Regions from separate parts of the Sus scrofa genome. Here region 1 is linked to region 2. A link is a contact called in public Hi-C data. All regions are on one chromosome and are shown on one strand. The core of a region is the stretch at or near the end of the contact, and the rest is flanking DNA. Distances in the headings are between cores, read along the strand shown. Region 1 holds the start of LOC110257199. Region 2 has its middle 1.3 Mb from the start of ZEB2.

Region 1 (5,158 bases), core at 96-2,595, 1.3 Mb after region 2:
CCCAAAATAATCAATGATAGATCCATAGATTAAGATATCATGCTATTTAAGACCTGAGGTTTTTTTCCCCTCTTAAATAAATGAGTAAATTTCAAGGATTTTAGTGCCTAAGTGATCTATAAAATGCAGTAGTTAGCTTTCACTGTTTTTTAAAACCTAAATTTAATTTAGATTGTTTTATATTCCTGAGTAATTGTAATCAAAGAAACTTTGCAATTTGCCTATTCTTGGAAGTACCTAAGTTTCTATTTTAGACACAAAGTACATCAATGGAAGTGTTTCACATCATGAGATTTCTCAGTTTTAAGAGGTGAGGTTTATACATAAAGAACTCAGTAAACTGTGTTTTCATAATAAATAAACCCATTAAAAGGGGAAAATCTCTAAGCAAAATGGTTGTCCTCTAAAGATTTTCCACCACCTTTGCTCTGCTGTTGGGAATTTGAAAACTAAACACAACCAATGTGAGTGTGCATGCATGGACACATGCATCCTAGGATCTCAAGTCTGGGATTCTTCTTAACTTTCACTACAATCCTATAGCTTGTAAATGAGATGCATTTCAGCAAAAATAGTAGAGGTGAAGAATTAATTTAGACTCCTGTTTAGTAGGATTTATTGTAAGAGAAAAAAGTGTTCCCTAGGCCACATGACTTACAAAACTTACTTGCACCTATTAATCTAGCTTTAAGTGTATTATTTAGGATAAATTACAAGCTTTGTGCTTTTAAACTGTTTTCCTTCGTTTTCCTTCAATATTACCAACCTTAGAACAGATTATGCTAAATTGATTGCAAATTATTATGGTTTTTTAAAACAGCATTCAGGACTTCTGAATAAAGATAGTATTTTAAAGTAGTGTTTACAGTATTTAAAAAAAAGAAAAGGGGAGAGGATTAAACCCTACGGAACACTTAGAAATGTGTGGAGTTTTATACTTGTACAGATAAAGTGTGAGGTAGCCTTGCCCTGTGAAACCAAGACCACAAATGATATGTGTCAGTAGGTTCTTTGATAGGGCTTCTGGCCACAGTGTTTTTGTGCTGTCAAACTGCTGTGTTGAACAAACACCTCCTCTGGGACAAAGTGATAAATGCAGAGACAGGCTGGCTTCAGCCAGTCTCAGTAACCTCCTCCAGCACGCCCCCCACACCCGCACCCACCTCCCACCTCCCACCTTCCAGGCACCCCCACCCCCACTTTGCCCCTTTACCTGAAATTGACATTTAGAGCGGATCCCCAGGGCTTTTCAAGGTGTCAGGGGTGAATAATTATTGGTACTCCCCAAATCTTATGAATCAGTCCTCCGAAAAAGCAGGCAAAGTATCTTTTTCTGGCAGGCTTTATCTAGTCTTTTTTAGATGGAAATGGACTGAGCTTATAAACTTTTGCCAGCTTGAACTTTTTCCACTTTTGCTTAATCATTTGAAAACCACTTGCTTTCCTCTTGTCTTCCCCCCAGTCACCAGAGTTTTATTTTCTAATGTTCAAGCAATTACATTGTGCAACACAAAACAAAATTTTGCCTTAAAAAGTCCAAATACTGTCACCTCCTACTTTTCACTTTGCAGCATTCTTTTGGGGCTAACACTTCAAATGTATAGCCAACTGATTTTTTTTTTTTCCCTCTTCTCTCTTGGAGGAGCCATTATTCTCTGACTAAAACCTGTTTACTGGTGCCTTTGTGTGTGCGTTTTTTCCCCCTGACATTAAATGAATTTTCATCTTCTACTTCTGCAATCTCTAAGAAATAGATAAACCATTATATTTTTTTCCCGGCTCGTATTTTAAATCGGTGATCCTGACAGCAGGCCGATTATTGCACTTTATGTTTTAGTGGATGTTTGCTGTTGCTAGTTACAGCAACACTTATCATAAGACAGCAAGAAAAGAGTAGTCCCTGGTAATTAAAGTAATGAAATATTCATTTACTCTACCTTTTCTGTAGTCTCACAAATTAGGCTGCTACATTTAATGCCTGCACTGCCTCTGTTTTTATTATAATGGCAGCTTTCGCATCTGCAATTAGGACTAATTCTGACAGTTACAATTTCTGAGGGATGGTAAACAGTGAACGAGATGTGCAGCAGAGGTATTACACGTGAAAAGCCCTTGTCTCTTTAACCTTGTTGTTTTTTTTCTCGCAGAGGTTACCTTTTCCCGATGGTGCAAAATCGACTTGACATAACTGTTCATCAGTTTCAGGGTTTTCCCTGGAGGTATTTGCATCAAATCAGCCCAGTCAAGCTTCAAGTTGAAATTGGCAGGCCAGAAACTGACAGGGTAGAGACTGGAAAAGAGACAGCTAAAGTACAGGCAGCGAACTGACAGTAGCAGAGTGAAAGACAGAGGGAAGGGGAAAGGGGTTGGGAGTGATCGCTTTTCAACTGTAGTGGAAGGGAGATCTCAGCTCCTGTGTGGATCTCAGTGGCAACGTATCCTGGAGGAACTTGAAAGGTCGAGAGATTCAGAACACCTTCAGCTAATTCTTACCACTAGGGCTTCCCAGCCCTGCTCCCGGGTCTGCTCTCATTTCATCTGATTGGATGCCTGAAGAGGAGTGGGCACATTTAATTAAACAGGAGGAAAGTTCTGAGGCACCTCCTTAGCACTTATTAAAGCTTGAAAGCCAAATCTCATGATCAGAGTTATAGGAGGTGAATAAGGAGGTTTGGGTCTTTTTTTTTTTTTTTTTCCCTAATTGTTAACTTGTAGGAACGTTAACAGCCCTTCTCTTGACCAGGTTTGTTTCCTTGGATTTCTCTTCTGAAGCAGGTTAAATGTTCCCAGAGACCAGAACTCAGGAGACTGTCAGTTCTATAGTTAGTGCATTTTTGTCAACAAAAACAGCCACCTAGCAGAAATTTCATTTGAAAAGATTCTCCTTTGAATAACACGGGGTTGCAAGTTCTCTTTGTCAAATAACGCCCTCCTGTCCTGATAACGGAAGAACATATATTCAGTTATTTAAAGGCCAAGAAAAAATGGCAAAGACTTAAAATAGACATGGCATTAAACTTTTATTTCACTATCAGGAACGGTCACTTTGAGAAAAATTCTGATTGCCAAACTTTCAAAATTGCTTTTGCAAAGAAAACAAACACAAAAGCCGCTCCTTTTGCCTGAGTGCATTTTTTTTCTCCTTTATGTCTATTTTTTTTAACCAATATATATATATATATTTTTTGTGTGTGTGTGTGATCCTTGTTTCTTCTAACTTTAGTGGTGGTGATGGAGGGGTGTGGGTGTCTTTACTAGATGATTTAAAATCCTCACCACTTTCCAACTAGACTTGGGGGTCGAATAAGCCCTTGCTTTCAAAGCGTCTTCAGGCTCTGTGTATGACAGGCATTGGCTGATCTGCTGATGCCCATTCGACAGGCACTGTTGAACTAAAGTGGTGTGACGGCACAGTTTTGTTAAGCTGTGAACAAAGAGCTGAAGATGCCTTCCTGGCATCGTCCATGTGCATATTGGCCTTGTCACAGTTTTGCTTGATTTAATGCTCGGTTTATTCCTAGATATTAAAACTTAAATTCCGAACAATATGTTTTCAAACACTACCTACCAACTTTATTTTAAAAGCTTCAACTTCGAAGATCTCAGTGTTCATTTCCTCCTCTAGTTTCTATGTAGCCAACGTGAAAACACAGCTCTGGAAATAAATAGATTGCCAGTAGCCTCTTAGCTATTATCCATTTAAAAATGGGATTCCAGTCTTAAAAAGTCTTATTAGGGGGAAAGATTTATTTTTCTTTGATCATTGGTTGAAAGTCATTATTTATTTCCGACAGTGGATCCTCACATAAATTCCTGAGGAAAAGTTACGTTGTGTGCACAGAGTCTGGGTAGACTTTTAAAAAGATCTATTATTAAAAAGATATTTAGTTATAAAGAAACCACTTACAAATACCTGTCAGGGTGGGCATAGGCCTGTGGGCAGGAAAAAAAGGAATCAAGGAAGTTTTTGCTGAAGTGAGCCCTGTTGAGACAGCAGCAAAATTAGGATTGAGTCTTAAAAATAAAACAATTGTTATAAAAGTCCCCCTTCCACAGACCACAGCTAAGAGAACTTAAGTTCAGTACTAAATTTAGATTCCTGTGTCCATTTGAATGTGTCTTGAGCTTTATCTCTGCTGGGTTTTTAGTTTCCCCCTCTGCCTCTTTTTCTCCCTTCAGGTTGGCTTCAAGTGTTTGCTAAGAGATTAGTTAGCAAGTTTATATTGAGGAGGTAGCCATGGGAAGCAGCTCTCTGGCCAAAGGAACGCGCAGTGGGTCAGAGTGTGAAGATACCGGGAGCTAAGACTGACTAAGGCCCCGGATCAGGTACTTTATTTTCTCTTCAAGACAAACCCGCTCGTAGAAAGGTTTGTGGGATGACATCTCATCCCAACAGGAGCACAGATGTTACCACTTTAAGAAACTTCCAAACAAGCATGGTTGCTGGAACAACTTCATGAAAAAAGAAATTGTCTATTGCCAGAAAACTGCCTTTTCATTACGGAAAAAGGTTATAATTTGAGATATTCAAGGTTATTTTTACCTCCATTCATAAAACACCTTTGGGAGACTGTGATGAGGAAGGTGAGGAAGGTTGCAAAAGAGGGAAAAACTGTTCAGCCAAGTGAAGGTATGGCTGCTAGTAACAAGTGAGACTGCACTAAAAATCTGAAATTGAATCTCTGGAGTAAAACACATACACATTTCCACCTGCCTTAAGCACACTTTCTTAGCAATGACAGTTTTACTAACTGAAATAAATTGCCTTTTTTTTCCCCCAGGAGTAGTAGTAGTTTACTCAGTATCCTTTATACCAAATAATTTTCACAGACAAAAAGAGTGATACAGGTAGGGGTGACTGAGCAAGAATACGTTTTATTGCCAGTTTTGTATACTATCACACTTGAAAAACACACCCCTTCTTGCAGCATAAATAAAATACTCTATCCTATTCTTTTAATGAGATTTCACGAGAAATGTTTGTGTCCACTCCCATGAATGTGAGCAAGAGTTAAACATGTAGATCTCCAAACTGTCAAAAGAATAGACCTGTTCATATATTCAGGGGAGTGGATTCTTACTTCATATATGAACTGAATTCTAGCATTGGTTTGGTGCTTCCTATGAAAACATTGTTAGAACTATTTGCAGAGGAGAC
Region 2 (5,315 bases), core at 2,523-5,022:
TCAAACCATTTTCCCCCCTTGAAAACTTGCAAACTTGATCTCATTTTCTCTTCAACATATGGAAGTAATAATTTGGATGCCAATAGTCACTGCAACTTTAGGGGCACAATTTTTTTCTCTAGGTTCAAAAGTCCCACCACCATGAACATAGCTGACATTCCTGATAGATCCAGGCATTCAGGGAGCAGCTAACTCCTGTCAAGTTCTTAGGACTGTGGGAATTAAAAAACAGCATCCCTGAAGTGTGTATTAAGTCATTTACTGTCCCTAAGAGCCACCATGTAAAAAAGAATATCACGTTAGGACATGAGTGGGTGTTCATGGTATGTGGGTTTTGATTCAACCTAGGAAAGATGGCAGTAGGCAAAGCTGATCAACATTTAACTTCTTTGTAATTATTTGTTGATTCTTCTACAGTTGTGTTGGGGAGAAAAAATAATTTTCTCTACACACCTCTGAGTTCTTGACTAAGACACCTATAATAAAAGATAGATTGATAGGAGAAAAACACACCAATTTATTAACATGTATATTTCATATATACATGGAAGATACCTGGGGGGGAAAAAAGTAACTCTGGGGGTCACTTAGAATTGAGACTTAAATACCAGCTTAATAGGAAAAAGGAAAAGGGGATGCAGGCCTGTTAGGAGAGAGTACATGTCTTTTACAAAAGATGAATGGGACCTTAGACGAATACATGGGAGATATGATAAGTTGTGACAGATTTTTCTGGGTATGGTGTAGACGTCTAGCCTCACTCTTTGTGAGACTGCTTGATGAGACTTAGGGAGGGGATTTATGACAACTGAGTTCCTTTTGGAAGATTTGTCTTTAGGTCCATAAGGGAAATTCAGAGAAAGCTTCTCCCCACACTTGCTATATTTTAAGTGTCTACAGATCAAAATAATCAATATTCCAATGTGCCGTATTTGAGGTTTGCATATTCTGTTAGCGTTCATTTTGACCCCAAACTTTATAAAGGCATCTTTTAAACTGCTGTAGCCCCATTTCCAAACCTACCTGATAGTAACCAAACATGGAACAGGCTGCCTGGGAAAGGAGGGAAGCCCTCATCAAGAGGCATTCAAGCAAAATTTAGATCTCCATCTTTATAGAAACTGGTAAAGATGACTTTTAAGTCTCCATCCAACTCTATGATTCTCATAATAACAAAATCAGTTCCTAATTGGATTCTCCTAAGAAAAGGCAGAAAGTGGATAGCACACAACGAACCACTGGCTCAGGCCCTGTTGGTAGTGTGGGAAGCGGGTTGCGACCCTCTGGGAAATGTCTGTTACTGTTGTACTGCCTTCAGTGTCAGAGTAGAGCTTGGTGGGCTAAAGGATATGAGTATAAGAGTAAATAAAAGTACTTACATGAGCCACACTGCTTTTCCATATTCCCTACAAAAATGAAGATGATTCTTCCTAAAAAAAAAGAAAAGAAAATGAACGAGTCAAAGCAGGCAAATAGTCTGCATTTGCAGCATGATGAATAAAATTAAAAAATAAAATAAAAAGCAAACAAACAGAAAACACTATCTAGGAGAAATAAAAGTAGAAACAGAAGTGATAAATGAGAAACATGGGAACATCAGGCTGTGTTTCCATTGCCCTCTTTAACTGAATTTTCTAGTTAAAACTTCTCATCCAGTATCTGGGCAATGTGGTAAGCACCTGTAATTGGTTTCTTACTAAAAAATCAATGCTGTTAAAAACCCATTTCTCTGAAAGGAAATCTAAATATAAGCCCTATATAAATGGGTCTTGATGTGACTGTAATTTCTTAATTGGTTATACATATACCATTCCTTCTTGGGGTAGCCTTCACCTCCACACAGGGAAGGGAGAGCCAGGAGGGGAGAGACAGAGCCAGGCCTGTGTGGGCTGCAGCCTGGGGACCAGGGACCAATGTGCATCTGTAAGCAGCTTTAGCCCTTCTCTGCTGAAGCCTGGTCCCCACCAGGAGGCAGGCCGGCTCCTCCCCTCTCTTTAACCTCAGTGAGCTCCACATTGAGTTGACTCACAGAAAGGATAGAGGGGGACTCTGGCAGAAAGGGGCCACTGAGAATGCCAACATATTGTATTGTCCTTGAATTTCTATAGTTTCCACTCCTCTCTCCATTCTCTTGCAGAAAGCATTTCTCCTCTTATAAAACAAAGAAAAGGCACAAAGCAGTAATTACTTTTTTCATACCCTCTATTAATGTAAGCCCAGGAAATACCCTGCTTCCCCCTAGATTTGGGATCCAGCAAGCATTATTTTCAAATGGTCATCTTTTTGGGTTCTAGAAATAAAAAAAAAAAAAAAATCCCAATTCAGATCTTTTCAATCCATTTTCTCCAAACATTCATATTTGGAGTACTTGCAAACTTAGCACTCTGTAGCCTGGTATTCCTTCCCTGTGCATTTAACCTGTGAGGGGCTGAGGATCTAATGCCGAAAAGACTTGGGTGTGTGAGGATAGATGAACCAGGTCCCAGAATCATCAGGAAGACAAGTGAGCTTTAAAGTGCTCCTCTCTCTCTCTCTCTCTTTCTCTCTGTCTACGTCTCTGTCTCTGTCTCTGTCTCTCTCTCTCCATTATCCTCTGAAGAAGCAGTTTGGGCAGAGCGTGGACACTCTTTCTGCACATGGCAGAGGTGGTCTGCATCACATTTAGGCCTAAAGTTGTAACAGCCAACTTGTCAATGAAGGCCATTAGCGCAGATGTGCCACAGGCACTCGGGGACTGGGTGGCGGGGCAACCTCAGATCAGTGTGGGAAGAGCAGACATCGGGTGGTAACAACTTTCAGTCATTACTGACCTGGGCTCTATTCAAACCAGTGACCTAGAAATGAAGGGCTCCAAATCCCATTACTAATTCCCCGAGCCATCAAGTCTCCCCTATGGCCTGGATCTTGTCCTGAAACCCAGGTCTCCTGTTGAAATAGCATTAGACAGCAGCCACTGCATTGGCAGGCAAGGGTTTTAAAATAAAAGGGGGGAAGAAAGAGGAAAATGTGCACTTACAGAGTTGGCTTTAATTATTACTTTAAAGTTTTTCAGCTCCTTTAAACCTAAAAACCTGAACCTTCTTGAAAGTCAAAAGCTTGCCAGGAAGTACAAGAACGGTGTTCAAACAAACACAGCCTTCTATTTTGCTTGAATGGGAAAATACACATGCCCCCTCCCAAACCGAAGAATAATGAGAGGAAACCAAATGAGAGGAAGTTGTTGAAAAGGAAAGAAAGAGATTAAATGAGTATTGCAAGGAGGAGAAGAATATTTACTGCCAATGTAAGAAAAAGAGCTAAATGAAAGCCCCCTTGAACAGCTTTCCCCTCTCACTTATTATCTCTGTGTCGCTCTTCAATCCCTCTAATCAAAGAGGGACAATTATTTTTCAGTAAAAAGTAGGTTTTTTTGAATTAGGTGAAGCCTGTGCAGGGCAAGCTGGCATGTAAAGTTCTGCCTTGCTTTTTAAGCAAAAAGCTCCAGCTTTGCAAATAGTCCTGTAGATGGAGCTGCACTCTGCAATTCTAAGATCACGGCCCCAACAATGAAGCAATTGTTTCCTGTCTCCACTTAGCAATTCCTCCCTCTCTTTTGGTTCTTTCTGGTTGCATGTTCTATTTGTTTTAATGTATACCTTTGTGTAAAGCCTGTCTCTGAGTGGTTAGATACCCCGTTGATATGTGGCCTTCAAGGGGGAAAAGGGAGTGCAGCCTATTCCCATGACATCCTTGGGCTTTGTAGAGCCAAAAAAACCTTCTCAGGAACACCTAATCCTTGGGCTCTGGCCAAGTACCACAATCCCTCTGTACAACTGACATGGGCCACTTGGGACACTTGAGAGCTTTAGGTGTGTCTTTCTGAAGTCAGCCCCGGCCAAGCATGAGGCAAATGTGCCCGACCAAAGAAAATAAATTATGTGGACTCCAATTTTCAGCAGTTATGAAGTATTAAATTACACATGCAAAGAATTCACATTGGGATTAACCCTTTGGAACCAAAACACAATCTTGTCACAACACTTGTAAAAAGAACATGCTCTGTGGAAGGCCTGCCTTTCCAAAGGCACAGAGGTGGCTGACGGGAGGCAGAGATGCTAAAAGAAATAGGCTGTAATTAAACACAAATATGTTAGGCTGCTACCGGGGCATGGGAGAGGGTGTGTGTTTTGGGGGTTCTGTCCTGTCTCTTAGGATATGCTGCTCTCCATGTACTGAACATGTTGAGCATACTGTAAAGTTTATGAATCCACAGCCAGTGCCACTTTCGGCCCTTAATCAGAATGCATTTTATCCTAATTCACACAGCCCCTGTGGCTGCTTCTTCATTCAGATTTAGAGAAGTGGTTGAGAACCACTGGAACTTGAGTGAAATCACAACTACAGAACTCCTGAAAAGGCATTCATCTTCTGCTTCTGTGACTCAGTGAGTGATGGCAGAAAACATACTGCCCTGCCCCTTTCAAGAGTCCCAGGTTCCCTCTAGCCATTTGAAGCACTAAGCTCTTAGTACACGTCGTGGCTGAAATTTAACTTGTAAACTTGGCAGTAGAAAAGCAAAACATCGCTGTTTGTTTCCCCCTTGAAGCTATTTATTTACCAAATGACCATAGAAAGCCAATCTTTGACAATAACAGGAATAAATCAATTTTGAAGAGCTTAAAAGAATTTTTTTTTTGACAAAGTTAACTTTTTAGAAAGTGTGCATCTCAAGTATGCACAGCAGGTTTTGGGGAAACATGCAGCCTTACCTCTCTCCCCCCGAGTTCATTATCAGAGGGTGTGTGATCAACAGGAAGAACACTGTGTCTGGCTCTGATTCCCCAGAAAAATCCTTTCCTGACCTCACAGATGCCCCTTGAAAACCTTAATGCACAGCCACATGTCTCAGACACTCCATGGACCCCCATGTACTTGCCTTCTTTTAACCAAGAAGGAAACTGAGGCGGGCTGAGAAAACATGATTTGTTTAAAGTCACATAGCTAAGACTGTTAAGTCTTCTGACTTCTGGTGAAAATTGTTTCTAAAATAAGAAATATATAATTAGAGAAAAAAATCTCTATTTCCCTGTGCTTCAGCTGCTTGTATCCACACAGAAATGATCTTTTCAGACATTTGCTACTTTCAGTCATATGGAATATTTGGGGATGCAGACAGAGATTCACTAAAATAATTCAAGGGATAATAAGTGGATGTTTGTGTGTTTATATGTGTAAAAAAGGAACAGGAGAGAGGAAAAGAATGAGAGGAAGAGATGAAATTCCTGACATCATAGGGTTGTTGGGTGGAGTAACTAATAAAAGTAATTGCTAAGCAC

The links. Hi-C and Micro-C count contacts between places; a contact is called where the count stands out from the background.
Region 1: a contact with region 2 is called in a Hi-C map of retroperitoneal adipose tissue, with 2.9 times the contacts expected there. The contact joins the promoter of LOC110257199 here to the enhancer-like site in region 2. A contact is called at or near these places in 3 of 47 Hi-C or Micro-C datasets (adipocytes, mesenteric adipose tissue and retroperitoneal adipose tissue) and 2 of 2 datasets of contacts at active chromatin or transcription factors (alveolar macrophages and skeletal muscle).

The regions. Positions count from the first base shown.
Region 1 is chr15:7,512,694-7,517,851 of Sscrofa11.1, forward strand. It overlaps LOC110257199, which reads right to left and starts at 1,346. Exons shown (of 2, transcript XR_002339482.1): 1 at 1,214-1,346. All of the region lies in intron 2 of ZEB2 (zinc finger E-box-binding homeobox 2), which reads left to right.
Region 2 is chr15:6,237,594-6,242,908 of Sscrofa11.1, forward strand. No RefSeq gene overlaps it. Among named protein-coding and RNA genes, the nearest start is that of ZEB2, 1.3 Mb to the right of the region's middle. Within about 2 kb of position 3,773, at least 22 of the 83 cell types and tissues checked have an H3K27ac peak or open chromatin away from gene starts, as enhancers often do. A contact at or near this core is called in alveolar macrophages, mesenteric adipose tissue, retroperitoneal adipose tissue and 1 more, where this site is marked.